Linked DNA regions of Hordeum vulgare: region 1 is linked to region 2. The links are chromatin contacts, called in public Hi-C maps. All regions are on one chromosome and are shown on one strand. The core of a region is the stretch at or near the end of the contact, and the rest is flanking DNA. Distances in the headings are between cores, read along the strand shown.

Region 1 (7,741 bases), core at 3,527-6,026, 520 kb after region 2:
CTTGGACGAGGAGAAAGTTGGTAAGAACAAGAAAGGTGAAGGTGGCAAGAGCAATCAGCAAGGTGGAAACCGTGAAGGTCAAAAAATAACAAACAGAAGCAGCCCGAGGGCGGGTCAGAATTTGTGGCTAGCACCGTTACTGGGTTCAAGAACCAACACTGCTCTGGAGGAGATTACAATGGGAATAAGCCGCGCAATTATGAGGAAGTACTCAATGCACCTTGTCCAAAGCATAGTACCCAAGAGAAGCCATCTACTCACTCATGGGAGAATTGTTATATTATGCACGAGTTCTGGAATCAGGTATCCCAAAGTCACCAAGGGGCTATTGGTGGAGGACATTCGGGTCAGTATGGTCAAATCGGCTCACAAGGCGGCTCGTCTGGTGGGTTCTCACGATGAGGTTTCAATGAATCAGGCTGCTCGCAATCGAGTTTTCGGCACCAAGGAAAAACTAGCAAAGGGCAGCACTCTAATGAGGGTAATCACTAGCATAACAATCAATCTGGGTTTCAAAGCTACCCTAAGCAGTTGAACAATGGTCAATACCACATTTTCATCACCAACACTTGCAAACAAGACGAGAAGCGCAATCAGAGAGCCATTAATATGGTCGGGCCGGCAGTCCCTAGATACCTCAACTGGCCTGAGCATTGAAAGACCGGCTCAACATATTTCTATCTAGCTGAAGCATTGAAAGACTGGCTTAGCATCACACGGATTTCTTTATTTCCAATATTTTTATCAAAACCACCGGAGTGCACTTGTCTGACCTGGCGCCACCAAAAATCATGACCCGACATTTTTAAGGAACATACAAACGGCCGATGACAATTGTGGATATTCAACACTATGTCCAGCGCACACGTGAGTCAACTCATCATTGGACCCATCGGCTTGCAGAAATCATCCACTCGTCGGACACCATTAAGACCTCCCAAGTCGTCATGATTTTGGAGAAAAAATGCCACTTTGAGTCGCTAGTACTAAAGCTTAGTCGCCTAAAACGGAAGACTCAAGATATGGGTGATTTAATAGATGTTCTGACGAGGTATGCTGAGTCATACGACACGAAGGATCCCGGCTTGGACGAGGAGAAAGTTGGTAAGAACAAGAAAGGTGAAGGTGGCAAGAGCAATCAGCAAGGTGGAAACCCTGAAGGTCAAAAAATAACAAACAAAAGCAGCCTGAGGGGGGGTTAGAATTTGTGGCTAGCACCGATACTGGGTTCAAGAACCAGCACTGCTCTGGAGGAGATTACAATGGGAATAAGCCGCACAATTATGAGGAAGTACTCAATGTGCCTTGTCCAAAGCATAGTACCGACGAGAAGCCATCTACTCACTCATGGGAGAATTGTTATATTATGCACGAGTTCTGGAATCAGGTATCCCAAAGTCACCAGGGGCTATTGGTGGAGGAGATTCGGGTCGGTATGGTCAAATCGGCTCACAAGGCGGCTCGTCTGGTGGGTTCTCAGGATCAGGTTTCAATGAATCAGGCGGCTCGTGATCGAGTTTTCGGCACCAAGGAAAAACTGGCAAAGGGCAACATTCTGATGAGGGTAATCACTAGCATAACAATAAATCTGGGTTTCAAAGCAGCCCTAAGCAGTTGAACAATGGTCGATACCACATTTTCATCACCAACACTTGCAAACAAGACCAGAAGCGCAATCAGAGAGCCATTAGTATGGTCGGGCCGGCAGTCCCGAGATACCTCAACTGGTCTGAGCAACCAATCATTTGGAACAGAGAGGATCACCCTTCTCGAGTTGATAATCCAGGAGATCTACCTTTGATGGTGATGCCTCAGGTTGGTGGTTATACCCTCACAAAGGTCTTCATGGATGGAGTAAGCAGCATCAACATCTTATATTACGACACTTTCCGGCGGATGAACCTTCACGATAACAGTTTGCAAACTTCTGCCACGGTATTTTATGGCATTTTTCCTAGAAAATCAGCTTACCCAGTAGGACGGATTAAGCTCAATGTCGCTTTTTGGGGATGAACATAACTGCAGATGCGAATCCTTAATGTTTGAGGTGGCGAAGATAAAAAGCCCTTATAGGCTGTCATATGGTTTTCTTATCTCCAATATTTTCGTCAAGACAAAGCATTGTAGGCCGAGTCAACGACATATGGGTGTTTTATTCCCAATATTTCATTGCAAATGGCATTGACCAGCAAGATGATTGTGGAGACGGCTCGAAGAAATCAAGATTTTCAAGGAGCCACTTCATTGGAATAAGCGAGCCAAGGAGCAAGCCGGTCCCTTAACATATTTATTATTCTTATTTTAGGAGCTTACCATGAATAGATTCAAGCTAACCTGGGGGCTAATGTCAGGGATATACTCCATGGTATGACTCGGCCAGGAGGTTTGACCCAGCGAGGAGGTATGACCCGACCAGGTGGTTTGTCCCAGTCAGGAGGTATGATCCGGCTAGGTGGTATGACTCGGCCCATCATCTAGTGGCTCGTGGGACACCCCGCTTGCCAGATCGACCTGGACGACGAGAGCCAAGGCCTAGTGTGCAAGCCGGCGTAAGGCGGCTCATGGAGAGGCTTGGAGGGCGGTTCACACAGAAGGCCCAACAAGAGGATGAATTCCTTCCAAGGAAAGCTAGTCCAAGTCCTAGTAGGACTCTATGTAAGTCTACCCCTTCAACCTATAAAAGAAGGGATGGGGCACCCCAAGAGGGACAAGTCAAATTAGGTCTAGACAAGACAAATCATGAGATAGAGATATTAGACACCCTCGAGATTAGAGGTAGCAATTCCGCATCCTTGTAATCGACATCATCATCTTCATTAATGAAATACAAGTAGGACATAGGCTTTTACCTCCATCGGAGGGGCCGAACCTGGGTAACTCGCGTCTCTCGATTCCAACCAACCCCTCTCAAGCCGCCACATAGCTGCGATGGCTCCACACCTAAGTCCTTTCATGAGGACATTTGTCATGATAAAAATTCGGTGGAGAATATGGACGATCGGTCCATGAGACCTTGCTCGGTTCAATGACAAATGAACGGGATTGATAGATATTGGCAGGATTAAATCCTATCTAGGTCAAATCCCCCCAAATCCCCTTCAATCCACTCCAATCCACCTAGGGGTGGCTTAATAAAAAAAAGGCATGAGGGAGTCGGCTAGCGATGAGGGGCTACTAGCTTGGACAAAATAATTGTGGTTTGACCCTAGCTCTTCATGCGTCAAGTCACCATTTTACCTGATATCGGTCTCCTTAATCTGGTTGTGGCATGTGTTCTGGACATCTACGTCATGGATCTACACAGATTCCGCATGACACTCCTAGATATCTGGATGGGAAAGAATCCGATCGCATGTGTCCATATTATCAACCACTACGGATTCAAGCGGACGCGTGCGAAGCTTCACTTTCTTGTCGGTGTCATGGGACATGTCTAAGTCAAAATTTTTAAGGTTTTGATGGAGGTGGAGAAAGTTATGGCCGCTGCAATTAGAGGTCTTATAGCCTTGGTGGGAGGGTGCATTAGATGGTGTGAAGACTATGTGTCGGGTGTTTGGTGACTTGCAATGGTTGCCTCGTCAAGTGGGGGCGACGACATTGGAGGACTACATTTTTTATGCTCCTCCTCGAATACCGAGTCTTGATTACGAGGGGTGAAGACCTAAGGCCCTGCTTGTTTCATAAGTCCTAGGACTTTTTTAAGTCTCAACTTATAAGTCATAAGTCCCTACCTGTTTGTTTACAGGGACTTATAAGTCCCGAGTCCCTACCTGTTTGTTTACACGGACTTATAAGTCCATGTTGCACCTAATAATACACTTGTTCACATGGATCGTCATCAGCCAACGCGTACGACACACAGGATAAGCACCGCTGCAACGAGGCTCGGGAGAGGGCCTGTCCGGCGATTGGAGGCACCGCTGCAATGAACCGAGGCAGAACAAACCGAGGCGGGGCGGCGACGGGGCGGCGAACCGAGGCAGAACGAACCGAGGCGGGGCGACGACCGGAGCGATAGGTGGGGCGGCGACGGGGCGAGAGGCGGGGCGGCGGCGGCGATTGGACCGAGAGGCGGGGCGAAGTGCGGGGAACGAGCCTGGAGCGACGCGGGGTAGGTCCGGCCCGGGATAAGTCCCAATAAGCTCCTCGGTGAGAGTCTTTATTTGATAAGTCCCAAATCACCACAATAAGTCCCAATAAGTCCCTTGTGTTTGGTTTAGGTTGGACTTATAGGGACTTTTTTAAGTCCCTGGAAACAAACACCCTCTAAGTGTGACTTTTATTGGTTGCATCTCACAATGACCTTTTTGAAGGAATTGTTTTTTGGGTGAATTCAGACTTTCTTCACGATGAAAATCCAATATCTTTGATCAGACAACAACAATGCGTGTGCATTGCTTCTTTCTTAAAGACGTTGCTTTTCTAGAACCACTTTTGTAATTCGGATATTATCTTCAACGGTTGTTAGAGTGCTGCTGATGCTAGTGATTGATCACCTTAACCGTTTTTTTTTTGTTTTTTTTTTTGACTGTGTGTATTCTAGATGTTTTTAAATATTTTGTTGATACAAAAGGTAAATGTAATTGATATCTTTATTATATTAATATAGACTTTCCTTACTGGGAATTCTGCGAATCAAAGAAGGGCTCACATTTTCTTTTGAGACCACAGGAAACCTCGAAACCTTCCATCGGGCGATACGTGGGAATCCAATCTCAAACGAACGGCCGAGATGCATCCGGCCACCCCTTCCTTCTTCCGGTGGCCATCGTTCCCCGCAAACAGCTGTAAACTGCAGCTCTTCTCCCCCCGCTCGGTTCCCACTGCGATTCCACCCAAAACGCCAAAGGCTCTGCGCTTTCTGCCCCCCTCCGCCTCCGAGATCTCATCCATGGCGGAGGCCTCGGCGTCCCGCTCTCGGATCTAATCCCCCCTCACAGCCATTGCGGGATCTGTGGCCGGCGCCCCGACAGCTGCACGGGTCGCGGCGGCCAACCCGGTTCGTTGCGTTGCAAGATTTGCTTTGCCTCTGCGTGTCCTGGGTCGGTGGCGGGTAGTGGGTTTACTTCTCCCTGGTCCGTTCATGGTTCCTTGAAATGGGTGTCTGACGCGAGGGGGGTCGGCGCTACGGACTGTTTGCTGCGGCCATGTGGAAGCAGTTCCTTGGTAAGCTCTCGGGGAAGTCGCCGAAATCCGGCGGAGGCGGGGGCTGGGGATCTCCACCGCCCAAGTCCCCAACGTCGTATGACGTGAATGGGAGGCAGTGGGACTCTATGCGGGCGTCTCCTCCACTCGCGGCTATCGCCGGAGCGGAGGGAGAGACAAGGGAGGACGTGTTCCTCCGGAAGCTCAACGTCTGCTGCGTGTTGTTCGACTTCTCCAACGACCGGGGCCGAGACTCTCCGGAGAGGGAGCGAAAGCGGCAGGTGCTCATGTCTCTCGTCGACTGCCTCGGCACGGCGGAGGAGCCCCTCACGGAGGCGATGGTTTCGGCCTGTGTGCGTATGTTCGCCATCAACCTGTTCAGGGTCTTCCCGCCCAAGGTCCGGCCAGGCACGGGGGCAGCTGCCGAGGCTGACGAGGACGATCCATTCTTTGACCCCTCATGGTACCACTTACAGGTCGTGTACGAGCTGCTCCTCCGGTTCGTCACCTCTCCGGTAGTTGATGTGAAGGTGGCTCGCAAGTACTTGGACAATTCGTTCATCTCTAGGCTGCTTGATTTGTTAGATTCTGATGATCCTAGAGAAAGAGATTGCTTGAAGACAGTATTGCATAGGATATATGGAAAATTCATGGGTAATCGGCCCTTCATCCGCAAGGCTGTGAGCAATATCTTCTATAGGTTTGTATCCGATGCTGATCGTCACAATGGGATTGGCGAACTCTTGGAGGTGTTTGGGAGTGTGATTAGTGGGTTTGCGAAACCATTGAAGGAGGAGCATAAATTATTTCTGTGGAAGGCATTGATTCCTCTTCATAAACCGAAGACAGTGGGCATGTATCTGCCACAGTTGACATACTGCATTACACAGTTTATTGACAAGGAACCAAAGCTCTCAGGGACTGTGATCAGAGGCCTGTTGAAGTACTGGCCAGTGACGAACAGTCAGAAGGAGATGATGTTCTTGGGGGAGTTGGAGGAGGTGCTGGAATTGACAGAAATGCCTGAGTTCCAGAAGTGCATGGTCCCATTGTTTCGGAGGGTTGCACACTGCTTGAATAGCTCTCATTTTCAGGTGAAATTTTGTCCCAGGATATCGACCTGTAATATCCTATTGCCAGTGTTTGTTGTTTCATTAAGTTTCTTTACTAGCTTATAGCTCTCATTGTTGGTTGTCAGAACACTCATTTAGTTCAGGACTTGAGGCAGTTATTTCAATTGAAAATCTCTTGCATTCTTGTGGGCCGTCTTTGTATTTCGAACCAGCATCACATTTACCACCCAGATATGTGCTGTTGTATTCATTTTCAAATTATACTTTGCTCAAAGAATTCCCTTCAGAGATTCTTCACATTTGGATGTAGCTGCTATTTAATTGGCCACAAGGGCTAATGCTGAGTAATCACACCAATGCAAATTACATTCTTTCCTTTCTCCTTATGTTGTTTGTTGGAGATTTTTTCTTTGTATGCCTACACAAAACTTTATAGATGTGGAACACTTCTATGCGCCATGTGCTGATGAATGGAGAAACCTGTTGTTTTTGTTTGTGACATGATTTATTCTACAATTCGAACACTCCTAGCCTAGAAGCTAAGAATATTGTTCCTGCTTACAGGTTGCTGAAAGAGCCTTATTCCTGTGGAACAACGAGCACTTGTTCGGTTTGATCTCTCAAAACCACCAAGTTATCTTGCCAATCATATATCCAGCTCTTGAAAGGAATGCTCGTTTGCATTGGAACCAATCGGTTCTTAATATTACAATGAATGTCAGGAAAATGTTCTTTGACATGGATCAGAAGCTGCTGTTGGCTTGTCAGAAAAATTTGCAAGAGGAGGAAGAGAAGCAAGCCGCATCTGAGGAGCGGAGAAGGCTTATATGGGAGCACCTTGAGAGGAATGCTGCATTCCATCCAGTAACCAGAGACATCAGCTTTGCTGCTTTTCCTAAACCCGCTCCTCTGGTAGCTCCCACTATGACATAATATGTATGTGTTCAAATGGACTTCATTCCACTCGATTTATAGCACTATGGATGTTGTGCAGGGTATTTTGTCAACCCCCCCCCCTTCCCCGGCCCTCATTTGAAAGTCTGTAATTAATACCAGTTTCTTATCTGAGGACGAACCTTGATTCTTTCATGGTGTACTATCAAGTGATGGACATTTCTTTCTTTGACAAGATAATGCCCAATTCTAGTCGATTGTTCTGTGAAACGACTTTGGATTGGATATGTGAGGTCGTGATTTTTTACTACAGCTGGTGTCATGTGGATGCCAGTGTATTTTGAATTTTCCAGATTCTGATGAATCCGTTCAGAAGATTTGATGGACGGGCGAACAATGAGGTAAGTCCACGGTGCTTTTCATGATTGATAACTCAACTGCATTGCGTCGCTTGCTTAGTAGGATAGGAAATCTGAACTTCACACAGTAAGCATTGCTACATGTTCTGGTATTGCACATCTTGCCAATTCATGACAAGAACATTGCTGCATAATTAAGGATGATTTGCCTTTGACATGATAAATATCAAAGTCTTGGCTCCACATTGAAAAATGTCCTTATATTTTTAA
Region 2 (7,835 bases), core at 1,040-3,539:
GAAAGATTCTTCGTTGTGATGGATTTGGCACCAACCCACTATAGATCGCAGATGAAGTTCAAGAAACTACACATAGAAAAAAATTAGTACAAAATGGGCACTATGGACCGCTGATGGATTTGGCACCAGTGCACTTAGAGTAGCATATTCTTCCAAAAATATACCACCATGTCTTCTTATATAATAAAATTAATGTACCAACTACTCTAGCAACTCTGAGCAAAATAACAATGAGAAGGACATGTGTTCTGCTAGCTAAACTGAAGTAAAATATACTATGTAGGTGGCATCAGAATACTTTGGTTAAACTGAAATGTGAATTACTTTTCTCTTAAGGGTAATAAGCCTGATGCCTCCTGTGCAATCAAGAGAAGTGACAAGGTATTTTATTTTAGTTATATAAGATAGAGTTGTCATGACAACCAAATACTGTATATTACAAGATTATTTTACTAAACTTAATTGGAATCAAGAAATAGAATAAGGTGCTAATACTTGTGTTGCATAAATCTCTAGGTTGCTCACTACATGCACTGATGAAGTTTGTAGCACTAATACAAGGTGCTCGAGCCCGACGACACGCCCACTGATTTCGTAGCGCTGGCCAACATCGGAGTTGGACATGCCCGCACCTGTTTTTTAGCTTCGAGGACGGCATTGTAAACGTATGTACTCGGGTGGTCCTCCGCATGAGGTAACCTACGTGGGGTTCTACTCAAGTCCCACTATTACGTGGCAGCAGGTCCCGTCCCCTCTCCTTCTCCAGCATGTTCAACCTGGTGGCATCGCAGCAGTGACAGGTGCGGTGTCATGTCAGAATAAGATAGCATATGTTCTTTCCCCCTCCTAATTTTTATGGTCGGCATCAGGATCCCAACCTACCAATCAGTGTCTCCAAACCTCACTAACATCTTCAATTGGTACTCTTTCTTCCCCCTCTCTTGTTTTGCTTGGCGCTGATCACTGGTCGTTAGCATCATTGGTTGTGCTCTTTTCTTCTAAAGTTGGCATGTTATGCATTGCTTGAGATGAGGGTATGTGATGGAGATGGCTCTCGTAGCGTGAGGCTTTCATTTATTAGGTTTATAATTTTGACATGATTTAATGATATGAACTGTATGTTTTGTTTTCTACAATAGAGGTTTTTTTTCTTTGCAATACGGTGCTAGCTATGTTTCATCCTATTATTATAGGCTGCTTTGCATTCGATGGCTATACAGTAGCATGCTCTAAGAAAAAAGGTTATGTTTCATATTATTATTATCTATTTGCTTGCATTTGATGGCAAACCGACAAACGATGTATGCATCTTTGCCTAGTCATTAAACCGATAAATAGTTCAATTTTTTTAGAAAGAGTTTATATACTTCACAATACTAGCTAGAGATTTTTATGATGCTTTGTTTTCACGAGCGTTTAGCTTCCCTTTGACAGTAGACTATGTGATAATTTGTAATAGAGTTAAGAAAATGAGCAACGCATACTTCCAAAATTGTGCACTGCATTATTACTGAAATATATTTTATGGTGCATTATGGAAGGAAGTGAGCAGTTCCAGGTACATTCGAAAAAGGCATGAACTCAGGCGATAGAATTTCTAACTGAAGTTTTGTATAGTAGTTAGCTTGGCCTAATTTGCTGAAACGGAGAATAATTTTGAAAAACCTCGAATAAATTTGGAACAACGAATAATTTTTTAAAGCACGAACATTTTTTGAATCTTAAGAACAAAATTTGAAACCGAGAACAAAATTGAATCTTAAGAACATATTTTGAAAGATACAACAGTTTTTTAGAAATACATAACATTTTTTTAGAAATACATAACATTTTTTAAAAATCAAGAATATTTTTTAAAATTACTTAACTTTTTCAAAAATCCAGGATTTTTTTTGAAATAGAAAAGAAAAAAAGAAACAAAAATGAATGAGGAAAAAAGAAAAGAAAAAACATTCACGAAATTTCTAGAAGGTTCCCAAAACCCGAAAAAACCGGTGGGAACTCTAGAAGGTTCCCAAAACCGGGATGCTGCAACTCGCTAAATGAGCCAATCCATTTAAAATCGCTCCTCTCCCTGTTATGTGCGAAGCCCCAACGCAGCTTTGCACACAGCGGTGAATAGGATATTCCATTTTTACGGAGTGATTATGTCTTGTATTAAGCATGGCGATAGAATGTCTCGCTGAAGGTGTTTACAGTAATTAGGATCTCCACGAGTTCTAGCCCGTTATAAGACCAGACTTGTTGTTGGGCTTTTTTCATCTTCCTTTTTAAATTTGATGAATGAGATAGTTTGTACACAACCACTATGTCTTGCATTAACCTACGCGATAGGATGTCTAGCTAAAGGTGACTACAGTAGGTGGGCCGGCCCAATTTGCTGAAGTTAATAAAGTTAAAATGAGGACAAAAGGGGGCTTAATGTTGGGCTTTTTTCCTCTTCCTTACAAATTTGATGAATGAGATATTTTTTACACAACAATTACGTCTCGCATTAACTGAGGCAATTGAATGTCTAGCTAAAGGTGTCTACAGTAGTTGGGCCTGTCCAATTCACTCAGGTTAATAAAGGAAAAATGAGGATAGAAAAGGGGGGGGGGGGAGAGAGAGGATGCGATCTCTCGTCTCCAGGTTGAGGAAAAGTGCGGCGCCACTTGGTTCACGTCAAGTTCATGATGAAGTTGTAGGGCGGTACTTCCTTTGTCGATGCAAGCCGGGTTTTCCACTGTTTTTCTCTGTTTTCCCATGATTTTCCCTTCATTTTTTCTCTTTTTTCATTATTTTTTGTATCAATATTTCTTATCCGTTCTCATTCTTTTTTCATGTGTTTAGTTGTTTCTTTGGTTTATTTTTTTATTTTTTATTTTTTGGGGTTTCTTTGTTTCTATTAGTTTTCATTCTACATTTCCTTTATTCCTCCTCTATCTAAATACTTATAGTTGGGGAGAACTAGTCTAGGTCTTTTCAACTACAAGTATTTAGGTACGAAGGGAGTATATGCCAACAACTATTTTTAATACATGTTTACATTTTCCAATACAAATTTAACATTTTTGACACATGGTTAACATTTTTTCTATGCACATTTAACATCTTTCGAATGCTACATTAACATTTTTGAAATACTTGTTTAACATTTTTTCATATGCTTGATTAATATTTTTATATATATGTTTCAAAAATTATCATTTTTAAATGCATGGTCAATATTGTTTTCTATATACTTTTAATATTTCCAAAAACTTGATTAACATTTTTTAGATACGTGTTCAACGTTTTTTTAAATGCTTGATTAACATTTTGATATACATGATCAAAACACTTTATTATTTTTGATACATGGTCAACATTCTTTCTATACACATTTAACTTTTTAAATGCTTGATTAACGTTTTAAAATACTTGTTCAATATTTTTCCAAATGTTTGATTAATAATTTTATATGCATGGTAAAAAAACACCATTCTTTAGTAAACGGTAAACATTTGTTCTATACACATTTAACATTTTTTAAATACTTGTCAACATTTTTTTCATATGTTTCATTAAAATTATTTGTATACATAAAAATGCATTTGTTTAATACATGGTCAACATTTTGTCCATACACATGTAACATTCTAAAAATACTTGTTCAATATTTATTCAAATACTTGACTAATATTTTTTGAATAGATTATCAATTTTTTATACATCATATACATTTTATCTATACACATTTAACATTTTCCAAATACTTGGTAATCATTTAAAAATGTTTTTATAGATTATTTTTTAACATCCACATATTTATAATATTTTAAAGTATAAAGAAAATAAAAAGTAAAGCAAAAAAGGAAAACAGTAAACAAAAAATAAGGACGGTCTATGTGGGGCTCCCTCGACGCGAGGTTGCCTTGTGTCTCGCTTATAGGAGACTAGGGGCGCCCGATATTTTAGGCCTCATTGGTTTGCTATGGAAAGAAATTCTAGGGTGAAAAAGGCACGTGTGTAATTTCATTGACATAGGGGGATCGACGGGGTGTTTTCACATTGTCATTTGACAGTTCGTGGAGTTCTCCACACAAAAGACAATCGAGAAGAGAAAACTAAATGAGAGGTTCTTCAACCTCGACGCGGCTTCATTAGAAAATTGAGACCATCTTCAACCTATTAACCAAGAAAATCAGCGCCTGACAACAAGCAAGGAGAGGAGATGCTGCAACTCAAACGACTGCGTGATGTAAATGTGCATATGGAACCTCTACGAGGACCACGCGCTAGATCTACATGGGGAAGAAGGCATGAGAGGACACAACAGGAGAAGGGAGTGCGGCAGGGCTAGGGGGACGTCGGAGCCAAACGATGTTGTAGTGCTAGAGGAAGCCATGATGTCGAACTAAGTGAACAAACGCAGTCGGGGGTAGAGTGATGAGGCAGAGGTGATGAGGCCGTGTACTAGGGGTGGCTTATGTAAGGGAGCCCGGCCTCGCTACTACATAGGTTCCACAAGGCCCAAGAGAAGAAGGGAGCCCTAATGGACAACGATGACCTTTGTGCTCTCTAAGACGAGAGGGTGGCGATGCCCTAGATCGTTTCCACCGTCAGGTAAACCCTAGACCTCTACTTCCTATATAAAGGGAGGCATAGAGTCCTCATATCCATCCAATCTCAGATCTAATAACTCTTGGTAGCAATTTCATACACCATCGTAACCCTCTGCACAAGGTATCCCCTCACCATGAATAACAAGAAGAAGCAGGACGTAGGGTGTTACTCTTCGAAGGCCCGAACCTAGGTAAACCATGTGTGTAGACACTATTGCAGGATGGTGTTCAAAGACAACACATGCATCACAGACCCTTCAATAAAACTGTTTACGATGTGAATCATAGCGTGTGCAATGTAATATCACAAAAAATGTGTGTGATGTCGTAACATCACACACATTTTGAAAAAATAGATGTGTGTGATATCGCGCAAACAACTTTTGCAAAAATTGTACGTGTGATGTTGCCTATTATTGCACATGGTTTCAAATAACGTAAACATGTGTGATGCATTCCATATGTTTTTACAAATTATGTGTGTGCAATGTACTCTATCATTGCACACAGTTATTATAATGCAACCGTGTGTGATGTCATGCACACAGTTTTTGCAAAAAGTGTGTGCGTGATGTAGCATATCATTGCACACGGTGTTAAAAACGCAAATGTGTGTGATGCCTTTCACACATTTTTTGCATACATAGTGTGTGCGATGTAGTCTCTCATCGCACACACTTTCATAAATGGACCTGTGGGTGGTGCGTGAAATTACTATTTTTCGACAGAATAATGGTTTTCACGATATGTTTGGTAGCAAGATAATTGTAACAAGAACGAATAGAAATAGTAATAATAAGTGCAGTAAGGTAGCCCAATCCTTTTGTGGCAAAGGACAGGCAGAACGATTTCTTATAATAGGCAAAGCGTTCTTGAGGGCACAAGGGAAATTCATCTAGTCACTTTCGTCATGTTGGGTTAATTCACGTTCGGTACTTTGATAATTTGATATGTGGGTGGAACACTGCTTGGGTGTTGTTCTTACTTGAACAAGACTCCCACTTATGATTGATCATCCCGCAAGCATCCGCAACTACGAGAAAAGTATTAAGAATAAATTCTAACCATAGCATTAAACATAGGGATCCAAATCAACCCCTTAAGAAGTAGCGCAAAAACTCGGGTTTAAGTTTTTGTCACTCTCGTAACCCATTATCTAATAACTACTCCATAATGCATTCCCTTAGGCCCAAAGATAATGAAGTGTTATGTAGTCAACGTTCACATGACACCACTAAGAGAATCACAACATTCATATCATCAAAATATCGAATGAATATCAACTTCACATGACTACTTGCAACATGACTTCTCCCGAGGCCTCAAGAACAAAAGTAACTACTCACGAGTGATAAATATGCTCATGATCAGAGAGGTATTAAATAGCATATTGGTTTTGAACATATGATCTTCCATTAAATAAACCATAAAACATCAACTACAAGATGTAATCAACAATACTCACTAGTAGAAAACATGGCTTTGGTCAATGTCTTTGTTTTCTCACGACATATGCCATGGGTAGGCTAATCGAGAGTGGTTGGAGCCGAAAGGACACTCGCGGGCTCCGAGAATGGGATTGGTAGCTAGTGGTGCGTGACACATGATGTACCCAGGTTCGGGGCCCTCTGTGGGAGGTAATACCCCTAGTCGTGTCGGAGTGGTTGATGAACCAAGAGAATTACAAAGTGCTCCTTGAGTTGTTCGTCGGAGGAGGAAGAAGGAGCTAGCCGGCTTGTACTCTCCCTCTCCTATGTGTATGTTCGTGCGTAAGAAGGGTTGGCCCTCTGCATGGAGGAGGGCCAGGGTTTTATAGGCGCACCCCCGACATACAAAAGGGATATCTGGTACTACGGGGGGACCTAGCTGGCAGCTGCATCGGCCAGCCAGAGCCCCCCCCCCAGTTGAGGAGTCTTGTCGCCTACGGGTCCCGCCGGCTGCCGGGTACCATTGGGTGCTGGGGCCCACCGGTGCTCCACTAGGATTGGTGTGTGCTCTCCACAGTCGGCGTGGACCGCACTGTTGCCGTCATCTTGCGAATCCTGGCCGTGGTCAGCGGTACGCCCACCTTTACTGTAGCCATGCTGGGACAAGTAATGGAGTGGGTGGAGGCGTGTCGGCACTGTGCGAGGCTAGTAGATTGTAGCCGGCGTTGGTCAGCGGTACGACCGCCTCCACTCTAGCCGCGGGGACGTCACTCCATGGTACCCGAGCCGACGCCCTCTTGCCTTTAGTCATGAGCCCATGTCCCATCAAAGGGATTGATGGGGCTGATGCTCGGTGCCGACCACACGGCTGACCGCGCAGCCGGCCACGGAAGAGCCGACATGTGAGGGAGCATTTGCCTCGTATGGAGCTAGTGTGGGAAGGAGTAGGCCCGATGAGCCTACCCCGGGGTTATCCCCCGTCAGTAGTCCCCGAAGCAGGAGAGGCCCGCCAGCTCAGCATGGCGGACCTCGTCTGCTTAAGAACGACGCCGACGGATCTTTGGGTTAGTGGCCGACTAGCCAGTCGGCCGAAGACGGTCGGGCCTGCAGCCGGCCGGCTCCCGCGAAGCACCTCGGATTCTCCGTTTCGCGACCATGGTGAGACACGTGCCGCACGCCGTGGGAAGCACCCTGACAAGCCACGCGGTCAATAAGATGGGGCCAGTAGGGAGGGCCTCGCTCAGCCGTGGCCTCGGTCCCCGCGCGTGGATCTTTTGCAGATCTGGGTGGCGACGGTTGGCGCCCCCGAGACACATTAACGCCCCCGCACAATGCAATGGGAATGGGGATTGTGCATAACGGATCCCCTTCCACACTACTCCAGCGGGGTATAAACAGGCAAGCGGGGAGGCCGAGAGAGTCATTCGCTCCTCGTCCCGCCCCCTGCCATTCCGACACCCCTCCCCTCCTGAATCAAACGAGAGATAGACGCTCTCGGTGAGCTCGTTGCTACCCGCTGCCGCCGTCGGACACACCCCGTCGTGCTTCACCGCCTGTCGCGCCATGTCTCGAGCCGCCACCAACAAGTCCAGAACGCGAGGTGTCTGGGACGAGAGCGATGTCGACGAAGGGCACATCGAGTTCCTCCGCCACCGCCGGAAGTTGCCGTCGGTGGAGCTCGTCATAGCGCGCCTCTCTAAGGCGGAGAACTCCCCAGCCCCGAAGGCCGTCGAGGTGGTGGTGTTCGCCGAACACTTCGCTCGCGGGTTCGGGTTGCCGGCTAGTGATTTCTTCTTCACCTTCCTCACACATTACAGTCTGC

What was found. Hi-C and Micro-C count contacts between places; a contact is called where the count stands out from the background.
Region 1: a Hi-C map of seedling shows a contact between it and region 2, with 2.5 times the contacts expected there. The contact joins the promoter of LOC123426814 here to the enhancer-like site in region 2. A contact is called at or near these places in 2 of 6 Hi-C or Micro-C datasets (leaf and seedling).

What each region holds. Positions count from the first base shown.
Region 1 is chr1H:121,224,342-121,232,082 of MorexV3_pseudomolecules_assembly, forward strand. It overlaps LOC123426814 (serine/threonine protein phosphatase 2A 57 kDa regulatory subunit B' kappa isoform-like), which reads left to right and starts at 4,777. Exons shown (of 2, transcript XM_045110717.1): 1 at 4,777-6,239; 2 at 6,783-7,382. The coding sequence starts at 5,148. The coding sequence ends at 7,151.
Region 2 is chr1H:120,710,547-120,718,381 of MorexV3_pseudomolecules_assembly, forward strand. No RefSeq gene overlaps it. Among protein-coding and RNA genes, the nearest start is that of LOC123426779, 57 kb to the left of the region's middle. Within about 2 kb of position 2,290, at least 3 of the 3 cell types and tissues checked have open chromatin away from gene starts, as enhancers often do. A contact at or near this core is called in leaf and seedling, where this site is marked.